Regions from separate parts of the Mus musculus genome. Here regions 1 and 2 are each linked to region 3. The links are chromatin contacts, called in public promoter capture Hi-C maps. All regions are on one chromosome and are shown on one strand. The core of a region is the stretch at or near the end of the contact, and the rest is flanking DNA. Distances in the headings are between cores, read along the strand shown.

The links. Promoter capture Hi-C pulls out the DNA fragments that hold promoters and counts their contacts.
Region 1: a contact with region 3 is called in a promoter capture Hi-C map of macrophages, with 5 read pairs. The contact joins the promoter of Ms4a13 here to the promoter of Ms4a7 in region 3. A contact is called at or near these places in 4 of 39 promoter capture datasets (cancer-associated fibroblasts, embryonic stem cells and macrophages), 55 of 484 Hi-C or Micro-C datasets (the AML12 cell line, B cells, the BV-2 cell line and 31 more), 7 of 115 datasets of contacts at active chromatin or transcription factors (bone marrow-derived dendritic cells, bone marrow-derived macrophages, embryonic stem cells and 1 more) and 4 of 9 other capture datasets (adipose tissue, embryonic stem cells, liver and 1 more).
Region 2: a promoter capture Hi-C map of macrophages shows a contact between it and region 3, with 9 read pairs. The contact joins the promoter of Ms4a19 here to the promoter of Ms4a7 in region 3. A contact is called at or near these places in 11 of 39 promoter capture datasets (Sertoli cells, embryonic stem cells, liver and 4 more), 17 of 484 Hi-C or Micro-C datasets (the AML12 cell line, B cells, CD8 T cells and 8 more) and 2 of 9 other capture datasets (adipose tissue and liver).

What each region holds. Positions count from the first base shown.
Region 1 is chr19:11,193,969-11,198,619 of GRCm38.p6, reverse strand. Ms4a13 (membrane-spanning 4-domains, subfamily A, member 13) reads left to right here and starts at 1,883. Exons shown (of 7, transcript NM_001347435.1): 1 at 1,883-2,075. 4930526L06Rik (RIKEN cDNA 4930526L06 gene) reads right to left here and starts at 1,803. Exons shown (of 3, transcript NR_045317.1): 1 at 1,656-1,803.
Region 2 is chr19:11,162,302-11,166,918 of GRCm38.p6, reverse strand. It overlaps Ms4a19 (membrane-spanning 4-domains, subfamily A, member 19), which reads left to right and starts at 1,589. Exons shown (of 8, transcript NM_001370777.1): 1 at 1,589-1,647; 2 at 1,869-1,929; 3 at 3,428-3,519. The coding sequence starts at 3,466.
Region 3 is chr19:11,334,768-11,339,612 of GRCm38.p6, reverse strand. It overlaps Ms4a7 (membrane-spanning 4-domains, subfamily A, member 7), which reads left to right and starts at 3,467. Exons shown (of 7, transcript NM_027836.6): 1 at 3,467-3,606.

The DNA.
Region 1 (4,651 bases), core at 634-3,133, 140 kb after region 3:
TTTAATGATATACCAACTAATACACAATTCAGACAGTAAGAGAACCTTGGCATTTTATTTTCTCTTATTTGAAAGGTCTTCAGAGTTTCAATGTAAAGAAGTTAGCTATGATGAAAAAAAAAAAAAAAAAAAAAAAAAAAAAAAAAAAAGCTATTCAATTTCTAGTCCACATTTTCATTGCTATAAAAAGCATGGAAAAGACCTCAGTAACTTTAAAGCCTCATTGACTCTTTTGAGTACTTAAGCCTTAGGAGTGCTAGCCATACTTTATAAAAGTAAAATCTTTATAAAATCTTTATAAAAGGATTATCCTTTTCTATTTTTATTAGGTATTTTCTTTATTTACATTTCAAATGTCATCCTCTTTCCTGGTTTTCTCTCTGAAAAAAATCCCCTATCCCCCTCCCTCCTTCCCCCTCCCCCTTCCCCCTGCTCACCAACCCACCCCACTCTCACTTCCTGGCCCCAGCATTTCCCTATACTGGGGCATAGAGCCTTCACAGGACCAAGGGCCTCTTTTCTATTTTTATATATAATACATTATATGTTATTATATTATACGGAACCATATAGTGTATTAATTTTAAAAGTGCTATATAAATATTATATACTTATATATTTATATATTATAAATAATATAGAATATATCATAATACTATTATCAACATACATTATAATTAAATATATATTTATATTTTATATGATTCATATAATTTTTATAATTTATATATATATATATTTGGGGGGGTGAGACAGGGTTTCTCTGTGTAGCCCTGGCTATCCTGGAACTCACTTTGTAGACCAGGATGGCCTCGAGCTCAGAAATTCGCCTGCCTCTGCCTCCCGAATGCTGGGATTAAAGGCGTGAGCCACCACGCCCGACAAAGGATAATATTTTGTTTGTTTCTTTGTTTGTTTGTTTGTTTGTTTTTGAGACAGGGTTTCTCTGTGTAGTCCTGGCTGTCCTGGAACTCACTTTGTAGACCAGGCTTGCCTCGAGCTCAGAAATCTGTCTGCCTCTGCCTCCCAAGTGCTGGGATTAAAGCTGTGAGCCACCACTGCCCGGCTACATATAAATATATTTAAATATATTTATGTATACATATCTATTTTATGTATACTATGTAACATATAATGAAATATAAATAATATAATACTATATGAATATATATTATAAAAAGATTATCCTTCATAAAAGGATTATCATCCACGAAATATTTGCAATGTAAGCCAGAATTTTAAGTCTTCCAGGAATAAATGAAAGCTCACAGCATGCTCTGGTTAAAGGAGCATCTACTGTCCAAGGGTCTTTAAGCCCTCAGGAAGTCTTCGGTGCTCGGCAGGTGGCCTGTGCTCCCTAGAGAAAACAGGTTTTCCTTTCTGTCTCCCCATTTGCTCTCCAGTAGTAGAGTATTCTTTATCTTTTCATAGCTATCTATGCATCTTTATGTTTCTCTTCACAAACGTTGAACTACTGCCTCATATCAAATCCAAAACCAATACGGTGCAGAGAGCCTGCATAGTAAAATGTCCCCAGCGGGTGGGTCAAAGCAGTCATTTTAATCATTTCCTAAAGAGTCTCTTCATTAATTTCTTTAGCCATTTATATTTGGAGGAGGGTGGAAGAAGAGTAAACTATTAACTCATTTACTTGCCTTTTTACAACTTGAAACCTTCTGAAATGTGTGGTAAACGATCAGGTCTCTGCGGCCATTCTATCTTAGGAGAAGCATCCCTGAAGAGGCAGTGTTCCAGCCATGTCCAGGGAAGCCATTACTAGAAACTCCAGAAGAGGATCGAAGTGAGGGACCAGGGCGTGGCCCGCAGGCCCCAGTGAGTCTGCGCACTGGTTCTCATCCCTCTGCCCTAAGAGAGGGCTGTTGCCCTTGACAACCCGGCGGCTTGAGGAGCTTGACAACCACCTGGGAGCTAGACTGCGCGCTGCTGCCTCTGATGGCTATGCAGCCAGATCTAGCGCTGAGAGCACCATCCACGGTGATCCTTCTCTTCAGCCTGTGCCTAGGCCTGATAGGGTGAAACTGGATCCTTGGGTCTTGGGACAACTGAAATGTGAGGTAACAGTGTGCCTCTTTACTTTTGCTAAGCATCAAAATGGACACGGTCTGGAGAAAGGGGGTTGAGGAAAGAGAGGTGGGCACATCTCCATTCTCCATCTTTTATACCCTCTCGTTTGACCTTCTAAAAAATACTTTTATTTACTTTTTGAAATGTGGGGTCTCACTGTGTTGACAAGATTGCTCTAGAATTCCTGGGCTGAGCAATCGTCCTGCCTTGACCTCACAAGTAGCTGCCAGCAGCTACTTATTCCCACCCACTCCTTCTAGATTTCATCTAGTACTGACTGCCGGTATATGGGTGTATCATGATGTGAGGTGAAAAGTAAAATACTTCTCATGACTGTAACATCAAGGTTCGCCACTAGTCACCTTAAGTAAAGTATTCACTTAAAATATTTATCAGAAAAGGGGGAAGAAAGAGGGGAGTAACTGAATGCATATGGCCAGGGAATTAAGCAGGAATGACCACGAACACATGGAAATGAACTTTATAATTTCTGGGGACAACAAAGTGATTTGAAGTTAGTCTTGAAAAAAATTTGCAACACAATGTGGCAGGAATTACGGGCAAAATGTTAAGACAAACATCTGTGTATCTAGCTACCTTGTAGCACAAGCAGGCTTTGGGGAAAGGGTTACTACCAGGGTTGTTAAGCTATGAAGTCCGAGTGACCAAGTGAGAGGGGAAGGTGGGCAGGAAGCAGTTCATGAAGAAATTGGTGTGTCCTCTGAAGATGTCATTCTCTTCATTTTATTTTAAAAAATCTTTTTTGAGGTTGGTGAGCTGGTTCAGTGGTCATGAATCTTGCTGTTTTTGCAGAGAACCAGAGTTTAATTGCTAACACTCTTATCAGGCAGCTCGGTGCCAACTTAAACTTCAGGGGACCTGACACCCTTTTTCATAGGCATCCAAACACACATGCAGATACACAATTATTTTAAAGTAAAAACGTTTTAGATGTTTTAAATCATTTTTCTGGGACGCGCGCACACACACACACACACACACACACACACACACACACACCAAGGCTCCATGAACGTTATAGAAGAGAGGGTAGGAAGATTTAAAGTCAGAAGTGGTAGAAAGGGCTGTGCAACATTGTCCTCTGAATGTAACATGGGTGATGCACTCATGAACTCACTACAGATGTGGTCACCTACCCAACACTAGAGTCATCAACTTTTTCATTAGAGGGAGGAAGGGCTCTGGAGGCTTCACCCCTACCCTGAGGGACTATTAACAGTTAATAGTGGCTGAGGAGAGAGGTGTCACTTTCTTCAGTGGTATAACCCAGGATCCAGGATAAAACCTCCCACCCATGTTCATGAGGGCAACCCTACTTAACTCAGTAGGTCAGACACATAAAACAGGCAGGAAAGTAATGGAGGGACCTGTTGGGAAGAAAAGGGGTTTTAGCAAAAGAAGGTGGGCAGATAAAAAAGAACAACAGGGGAAGATAAGAACTAAAATTCATTATACATATAAATGAAACTGCCTAAAATTAAAAATTAATTACTTTTTAAAATCATTTCTTAAGCACTTTAGCTTTATATGAAGACAGTGTTGGATTTTTATCTCTGCTAAAGATGCTCAGGATAAATAATAGACATGGTCTCTCTCTGAGTGTTCCAGAATATCTGTGCAAGTTTTAGCATGTGACAGTTGGTCTAGGTATAACAACTAGGTGACTTGTCTTTCACCTACTTCTAGATTAACAATGGAATCACCAGAAAATAAAAACAAATAATATTTATTTATTTATTTATACAAAATTTGGATTTTTAATTGGATTGCAGAGTAGTCAAATATAGTTGTTTTTTAAGAGAATTCTGACAAGTTATTTCATTAGTATACTTTTTTCTTCCAGCAATTAAATTGAACATCTTAAGCAATTAAGCAATGCAAACATACTTTTTTTAAATTAGGTATTTATTTCATTTACATTTCCAATGCTATCCCAAAAGTCCCACACACACTCCCCCACCCACTTCCCCACCCACCCACTTCTTGGCCCTGGTGTTCCCCTGTACTGAGGCATATAAAGGCAAACATACTTTTTCTGATTAGCATTTTTATGAGTTCTTCATTTGGATGAGTTTACTGTGGACCTCATAGAGATTACAGGAACATTAAATATTTTACTCACCAAATTGCCATATGGTGCTTCTACTGGTATGCTATAAATGTGAATAAATCTATCCATAAACACAAAATGACTTATGTTTCTGTTTTCTGGAAGCAGGGATTAACAGCACTCTTGATATGGCATTTCATTATTCCTCTATACAATTTCTGTGATTCTGTGGATATCTAGTTATGGTAGAGAAATTAAACTTAGCTATCTTTACATCTCAACTCTTGATTGCTTCTTAGAGATGGTGTCTGAAAGCACAACACTTACTTAAGTGTCTTAGTTAGGGTTTTACTGCTGTGAACAGACACCATGACCAAGGCAAGTCTTATAAAAAACAACATTTACTTGGGGCTGGCTTACAGGTTCAGAAGTTCAGTCCTTTATCATCAAGGTGGGAGCATGGCAGCATCCAGGCAGGCATGGCACAGGCAGAGC
Region 2 (4,617 bases), core at 340-2,839, 170 kb after region 3:
ATCACAGTCCACGTCTCACTGTGTCATTGATGTCTTAGATGGCTTTGGCTTCTCATCCCTTCCCGGCCAGCCACCAGCATTGGCTCACAGTGTTAAGTGTCATCTTAAAACAACTCCCCCGTAGGACTCCCTCTGCACACAACTACCTTTCCTTTCTTAAAGCCAGAGCTCCAGAGGTAAGTACATATTATCTCCACACAATTACCTCGTGTTTTCCCTTTGACTCTACTCTAGGTCGAGTCTGACTTCCATCTGTCCTCTGAGGCCACTTCTTTTCAGTGATAGCACTCACCTTCACATTGCAAAAAGCCAGCAACCAAATGCATAACCCTTGAGAGATTTAGGCATCGTTTTCCATTTTTTCCTAGAGCTCAGGGCTCTGCAAGGGCATCCTTACCTTTCTGTCTGCTCCTTACCACCTAAGCTGCATTCGATTTTTATTGTCTGACCACCTAATACTAAAATGGATCATCTCTCACCCCACCTTTCCCACAAGGTAAACTCTAAGGTAAAGGATATTCTATATTTTTTCCATTCCTTACTACTAATACATAAACAATGTCATTCATATTTATCCTCAACAGGATATATAAATATTGGAGCATTCTAATTCCTAGAGAATTATATGTTCAATAAATTACATAATACATGGAATACCTGGTACTGGAAGCCTCAACAAATTGCCTGTGAGGAACACTCCTTTAGTTAGCAGCTAACCAAGTCACCATTGCTTTTGAGACTCAATGTAATCTGAGTAAGTTAGACCAAATGACCTTCTGTTAATTTATTCACTTCTTCCAGGTGCCCGATATAGCACCCTTACACTTTACTGGGTTTAGTGTTTACCTGTTTAGTCATATCATAAATGACTCTCAGCCTCATAGACATGACTGTCAAATTTGGGTTCTTTAATACCTACCATTTAGGACTAGATTACATAGAGCAGTAGCCTTTTGTCGGGGTTAATTTATTTGTTGATTGGTTGTTTGACAGTTCCATGCATTTATATAATGAATTTTAATTGTCTTTCACCCCCACAACTCCTCTCATCTTCCTCTGGGTCCCTTCTCAAGTCCACCTCCAGCCTCCATCTCTTCTTTTGGCATACTGCCCACTATGTTTAGAGTTTCTTGTCCCAGAGTGGATGACGGACTTGTGCAATCTAATTTCTGAAAATGGAAAGTCCACAGAGCAAGTGTGACCTCGATTTTGCAGAGAGAGGAACAGAAGATACATCTTGCCCAAACACCACCAGATCCAGGGTTCCAACAACATCCTTCCTTCTAGAGTTTAGAACTTTGATTTTTGAGGAGACTCACAATAGAAAGACTTGCTTCTTCTACTGGAAAACAGTTGGTAGTATTTGCTTGGTGGGGAAGTCTATGGAGCAGGGAATCAGCCATAGCTGGGCTCAAGGACTGCAGATTAATAGCTAGAGTATGCCCAACACTGGTCAGTAAAGGATGTCCGCACTAGAGCTCCTCCTGCTGGCCCCAAACCCTAACCGCATCTACCTCTCGCGGGCATGAAGGCTGGATGGAACCTTCAAGGGCCAGTGGAACTAACTTCTGCGTGGCCCTCCTCACGTGGCACCCTTCACCACGGTTGCTCTGAGACACAACCGCAGCTGCGCTGGATCCGCAAGAGGTAATGAGGGGCACATGAAGGTGGCAGATGCCTGCCTGCAGGAAAGCCAGGGCAGAAAGATCTGGACCTAAAAGCAACCCTTTCAGGATTATCCTATTCTAACCTTGGGGTTGTGACAGAGTATGGATCCATGACCCTTGAACAGACCACATTAAGGACAGGCATTGGACACTGCTTCCTGGAGAGCTTCAATTGTATCCTGGCTTCTTTTTTCTCCCCAGTACAACCCTCCAGGTGATTCTTGTCACTTAGAAGAGCCTTTGAAGTTTATTACATTTTTTTGTAAGTCATCGCATAACGGGTAAGTTTTTAATTGTCATAATGGGCAATTTTTAATTCAAGAATCTTCTAAAATGCTTTCCTCTGTGCCTTAGTGTATTTTCTCCTTGTCAAATATCAATGGGCCATTATCGTGGCAACTGAAACCTTCAAAGTCCGTGACTTATATGAGGAAAAGGAAAAGTTTGTTTTGAAAGATCTAAAGACAATGCCTTGAATTTTTTTCTTTTTTTATTTATTAGATATTTTCTTTATATACATTTCAAATGCTATCCCGAAAGTTTCCTATACCCTCCCCCCACGCCCTGCTTCCCTACCCACCCACTCCTGCTTCTTGGCCCTGACATTCCCATACAACTACATATAGTGATTGAAGGGAACCAGAAAAGATTAGTGAGACTTTAGAGGCTGGGTGGGGTTGGGGAGCTGTTTCTTGGGAATGGAGGTAGAGATTATCAAAGCCAAATCTAACTAGAAAGCCACTCAAAGCAAATGTATTAACCTTGGACTGAAAAAACATAAATTATCTCTTATTTGTTTTAGTAAAATTAATGTATATAATATAATATATAAGTGTTTACATGATGTATAGGCAGCCAGGCTTCCAAGAAAATGGAACTAAGAAGTTGAAAGTGGTCAGAAGATGATAAGTTCTGTTTTTTCGTCTGTCTCTGATTTTCTCCGGGTGCCCTTCTTCCCACACATGCAAAGTTTCATGCTCTACGGTTCTGTACATTAGAACAGATAGAATCTAATAATGTCCTGGCTTCTTGCTTTTACATCTTCTGCAGCCTCACCAAATGGTTTCGATATCCACCTTTGTTCAGACCAGCTAGAATAAAGAAGAGTTTTCATGAGCATTAAATATAGAGGCTGAGGGGGGAGTTATGATTCATACAAACTAGGAACCATCACCCTCCCTGCCCATGCTAGAAATGACGAGTTATCCTTGTCTTGCCTACTGAACATCCCCTCTGGTTATCTTGTTCACTAACTTAAGAAACCTGCCTATACTCTAGAATACTATTTCTATTTTCCAGCCTCCTCTGCATCTAACATAAGCATGTGACACAGATCCTTCTAGTCAGGCACACACACCCCACCCCCAAACAGACTTAAACTTAGACAACACTGATGGGTGGGTACCAGGGTAGATCAAATCTACCAAGGGTCTAAATTTCCTGATGCAGCAATGTGGGCATATGAGCAGGTGCTCAAGGAATTGATGTGATCGGAGCAGTTATCACTTAGTACTTAGCGTAGTCTAACTTAAATCTGATCCGTGAGCAAAACTTTTTGAGAGGTAAATATTAGTTTTGTCAGAATACTACTAGTCTCTGGTGCAAAAGAACCTGTCAGAGGGCAACCAAGTATCTTTAAAAAAAAAATGAATGACAGCTGTAGAGTAGGGTCCCCCTCAGGCTTAGGAATCTTACCCAAGAGAATAACAATAATTATTAACTGATTTAATTTATGTTGTTTTTCTCCCCATTTTTCCCAGGAGAGGAACTTATCCTCACATCCCTCCATTATATCTTGATGAATATGCCACAGAATCGTTTGTGGATAAAAAAGGAACTGAGAGTCTTGGGGGTAAGAACAAAATGCTGCTCAAGTAAGTCCTCAGTGAGAGGGTTCCCACTCCTTATTACACGAGGTAGAAGATATATACCACCTCTGTTTCCACTATCAACTCCTCAAATGGAGGTAAATCGATTACAGTGGCTTGCGAAGGCGACATGGCATCAAAATATATACAGAGTCTAGAAATGGAGGAGAAATAGTCTTTTTTTTTTACCATCTATCAATGTTTTTAACCCTAAGATGATGACATGTCCTAAAAGAGGTGAGCAAATTGTCAGTACATCCAGAAGGATCTTCGGACTCCAGAGCTCTATGAGCAATGGTTGGCTTCTATCACAGACACACTGCTGTTTGCCCTGGCAATCCCATCCACCACACCCTTTGGGAGTATGATTTTGTATCATCTACTCACACTGCTGAATGATAGAGCCAGATTAAGAGTTAAACACAAGAGATTAAAAATTAAGTGAAGCTGGGCAGTGGTGGCGCACGCCTTTAATCCCAGCACTCAGGAGGCAGAGGCAGGCAGATTTCTAAGTTCGAGGCCAGCCTGATCTACAGAGTGAGTTCCAGGACAGCCAGGGCTACACAGAGAAACCCTGTCTCAAAAAAAAAAATTAAGTGAGAAAAATCCTAACAATCAACACACACACAAGCACAGGATGCTTAGAAAATAAGTAAGTTAAACAAAGTCACAAGATTCAAGATAAATTGTGTTTTTATAAGATAATAATGAACATGAAGATGTCAATCCCTAAAGGAAAAAAATTACATATATTAAAGAAACCATATATAGAACTTGTGGTTTGAAACTGACTAAATACAAATGAAAAATTCAACTTAGATTACATCAATAAAAAGACATGTTTATAGATTGCAAAGCTCAACATAGTAAAGATGTTAGCACTCCCTACACTAGCATATGGGTTTGACAAAATTCCTATTAAAATCTTAGCAATATCTTGTATATAGCTATAAATCAACAAAGATTATGTGGGAAGGAGAAGGAACAAAAACAGCTATATCAAGGTAGGACAAAGCACACTAGTTGATTTTTAAGACTCTGCCTACAGTCATCAAGATTATGTGATACTGTTTAAATATAAG
Region 3 (4,845 bases), core at 2,218-4,717:
GGACTGAGCCTAGGGACCCCAGTGGAAGAGCTAGAGTAAGGACAGAAGGAGCTGAAGGGGATCGCAACTCCATAGAAAGAACAATATCAACTAACCAGACTACCCAGGCCTCCCAGGGACTAAACCACCAACCAAAGAGTATACATGGAAGGATCCATGGCTTCAGATACATATGTTGTAGCAGAGGATGACCTTATCTGACAACAATGGGAAGGGAGTAGTCGCGTCCGCTCTTGACCAGCAAGAACGACACGACCACCAGTCCTTCTAACAGCAGTTTATTCAGCAAACTTCAGTCTTCATCTCTCTCACTTCAACTTTATCTCTCATCTTTCTCTCTTGAACCCCGGGCCTCTCACTCTTATATACTCTCAGCCCCCATCCACTCACAGCAGGCCACATCACCTCACCAGGCATGCAGCTTCAGCTAATCAGGGCAGCAGGGGCATGTCTCCACCAAAATGGATTCGCCAGTATCCTGGTGCATCTGCGCAGCTCTCACAATGGTTGTGGCATATTTTCAGGTGTATGAGGAAGTCAGGTACAAGTCATAAGATTTAGCTGCAGTCCTGGGCGCCTTCTTGGGACTGCTGCCATACCCGGTCCTCACAGGGAGGCCCTTGGTCCTGTTTAGGTGTGATGCCCCAGTGTAGGGGGATGCTAGAGCGGTGAGTGAGAGTTGTGAGTGGGTAGAGGAGCACCCTCATAGAGGTAAAGAGGAAGGAGGAGAGGGCAGATGGGATGGGGGATTGTGGAGTGGTAACCAGGAAGGGGATATCATTTGAAATAAAATTATTAATTAAAAAAAGAAGAAATGAAGGACTCCACAGTCACATATTCCCTGCACTTTGTGCACTTTGACCAGGCTTTCATGAAAGGCCTTTGACACTGCAAAGAGAAGCGTCTTTGGTGAAGTGTGAGAACTGCATCAAACTCTGGGAACAAAGGTATTTAGAAGGTAGTTGGGCATAATATGAATTTAGCAAAATGTTAATAGCAGCTTCTCCTCTAAGGCCTATGACCTCTCTATCCAACTATAGGGCTCCAGAGTTCACTATGTAACCCAAGCTGGCATCATACTCAAAATCTTCCCAAGTTCTGGGAACTTAGCTGTGAGCCATTACAGAGAGCTAAAAGGTCATTTTATTGATATGAAATGTCATCTTCATGTTTAAATGATGCTCAGGCAAAATCCCTATCTCACTCAACCAATAATAAGTACATGCATTTACTAGTATAGGTGTTGCATGTAAATTTCTAATTTTTATTTATGTATATGGTCAACATTTACCTTCCAAAAAATGATCTCCATCCAAAATGTACCTCAGCAACATTTATTTTATACTTCAATCTCACTACACCCTGTTCAACTTCCTGAAGCTAAGAAATAAACTTTGGACAATACACTTGTTTCAAATAGTTCGTTTGTGCTCTCCAGAGGACTAGCTTTTAGTCTGCAGTTGGCATGAAGTCTGAAACATTTTTTCCTATATTTTATTTTTCTTTGAGAATTTAAGACACTGTGTTTTGATAGTACTCACCTTCATCCCACTCTTCCAAGACCTCTCCCATCTCCCTTCCTCCAAAACTTTGTGTCCTTTGTATCCTTGTATTCCTTTTTTCTCAACAAATCCAATTTGTGCTGCCCAAATATTCGTTACTGTGTGCCCTTCTACTGGAGTGTGGGTGACTTGTCAAGGACACTTTCAAAGTAAACTGAGGTACAATAACATTTTAAGGATTTTATTGAAGTCATGACTTGAGAAGTTCCAAATGAGAAACGATAAAGGTGACAGTGAAGGAGCACCAAGGGGCTGGCTAGGCTTTCACAAGACAGTCAGTGAAGTCAAGCAGAGGAAACACTTGGTTCTACTTATACAGTTGCCTTATGTATTATTAGAAAGTCCCTATTCTCTAAGTGTAAGTTGGTTAGATACTTAAGGTATATTGGGCTCACTCCTCCCCAACCCGATTCTCAGAAGATATATATCAAAATCAGCAGTGGATGTCTCAAACTGCATGGCTCTGTACCACATATCCTATACATACAGAGAACAATTATAATATGCTGTGGTTAACTTGAATTCTCTGTCTGTCTGTCTCACTTATGGTACAATTTCACCACACTTCACAGAACGGAAACTTAAAACTAACAAATCTTTGTGTTTACAACTATCTATGAACATTTTATACTGTGGTGAACTGTGGATAATGAAACCACAGAAAGCAAGACTACAAATAAAGGGTTCGTGCTATCGCGTAGAATTAAAACTAAACAAAACAAACAAGTCAAAGTAATTAATTTATGCTCAGGTTTGAAACAAAGTCATTCTTACAGCACACATAAAGCCTGACCATTCGTGTTTGTCTGCTCAGAACTTCTTGGAGCCATGCTGATTTATATCAATAACAGTTTTAGCTTCAAGTACACTAGTTGTATATGAGCATCTAGCATGGCATTGGAATCTCCATCTTTCTCTTCCTCTCTATAGTATTCCTCTTCTACTTCCTTTTGTCATCTTATAGGCCATCCTCTTTTAGACTTATGCAACAGGTATGGACTGGATTTCTGCTTGTTCTTGTTTTTAACTTATTTTGGAGCTATTTTGAGACATACTTCATTTTAATTAAAAATATTTTTATTGAAAATAGAAATTTGCTTTTCTACAGTATATTCTGACCACTGTTTCTTCTCCTCCTCCCAGATCTTCACCTCCCCACCCTTCCAACTCCATGTCTTTCTCTCTTTAGAAACCAAACAGGCCAGTAAATAAACAAACCAGAATAGAACAAAGCAAACAGAGAAATAGAGTAAATAAAAGAGAAAAATCACAAGAAACACATACACATGCAGAGAGACACACAAACAAAGCCAGAAAACAAAAAAATCAGATGCCATAAGGATAATCAAAATACAAGTTAAGGTTTAAAAAAAAAACAGTGGCCAAGCAAAACATTATGAGATAAACATCTCCAAAAATACCATGGAGTTCGTTTTGTGATGGCCGTCTACTCCCTTGAGTGTGGTTTGTATATTCAGTGATACTCCATTGGAAGAAACAAGTATTAACCTTGGGAGCTGCTACTGAGGTTTACGCTTTTAAAAGTGGTTTCCAACCAGCTGGAAATTATCTCCATATCAATAAGCTCTCTCAAGTCCAAATGTTCTCAAATCCAATAACTCTGATTTTCATGAACTCCTTACTCCCTTCCTCATTAATTCTGTAAGTCAGACGGTGAATTCTAATATCTCTCATTCAGAAGGGGACAGACTTAATGCAATATAGAAATGCAAGGAATCGTTCCCTACTTGACCAAATTTGTTTCGTGAGATGATTTTATTTTGTGTTATTTTTCCAAACCTCAAACTTCAGAAAGGGGAAGCAGAGCAGCTCTTCGTTTTCCTACTACTTGTAATTACTGCAAACTCACACCCTGTGTAATCACGAGTACTTCCGGGGAAAGCACACAAAATGACTGAGTGTCAAAGGCAGACAGTGCAACTTCTGGAGGAAACAGCTGGTAAGAGGTTGAGTCTGAGTTCTCCCAGGAGCAGAGTGAGCAGGCCCAGGAGCTGCAGCACACAGGACAGGGCTGTGAGGACAGGTAGGAACTTTGGGTTGGAATCGTACCACTGGGAGATGTTGTGCTCTAAATAGACAGTCTGGGAAATGGATTTTCATCCTGTTTTTTCTGTTGACCACTTGCAATAGTTGGTGAGGCCCATTTGAAGCCTCAGTTTACTTACTTGTCAAAAAGGAAAGCACCTTTGAGATCAGTTGAGATTTGAAGTGATGACCTTATATAGTTAGTTCCCTTAATTTCCCTACTCTTGCCACTTAGTCTTATAAAACATGTTCTCAAAGAAGACTGACATTTGAGAAAATGTTTAACTTGGAAACTATGGTTCTAATCTAACATTGCAACACAGAAAAGCACTGTGTGCAGAGGTGTTTGCCTGAATAGAAGAGATTTTGGAACTCTTTTCGAAAGCTAAGGGCCATTCCCACTTCATGTGAACATAATGAATGGTGAAGAACAAAGCATAGTTGGATTGGGAGGTGATGGTGTCAGTTGCCAGACATACTATAAAATGTAAGAAACATCATTATGTAGAGTTCCTTCCAAAATAGCCATATTTTAAGAATAGCTTAAATTCAGGAAATACATCTCTATATGCTATCATAAATAGATAATTGAACATATAAAATAAGCATAAGTTCTATGTGTTTTAAAATGCACAGGTGTTTCTTACAGCATTGTTCATAGTGATAACAAAAATAGAAGGAACCAAAATGACCATGATTATACATTCAGTCTAATGAAATGCATTCATTTGAATTTATCATTTGGATTTTTAATTCTAGTTTAAAATCCAATTACATAACTGTAGCGTTCTAACTACTGGAAGTGTGTGATTCAGTGGCATTCGATTCATTCATGCTTGGCACCCCCATGACAATCCACTAAACAACTGCTCTTCACCCACCCCTCCCCCACCATTTTACTTTTCTACAAAACTGAGTAGTAGGGGTACCTCATAAGTAGAACCACGCAGCATCTGACTTCCTTGACTTCATTTAAGATTTTGTTTTTGAGGTTTAACAATGTTTGCAGCATGTCAGAATATAACGTTTGCCTTTTATACTTAAGGCTATTGTAATTAGTCAAAGATTGATAAGAATTCTAAATGGTTGGAATGACCATTTGTACAGTGTTATAATTTGTGTAAAATCTTACATAAAGAGGAGAGAGAACTGAAGAGAGGAGAAAAGGAACACAAAGAAGAATGAAACTGGTGACTTCGTATTATTTGTTGGGGAGTCAGGAACATTTTGATTCATG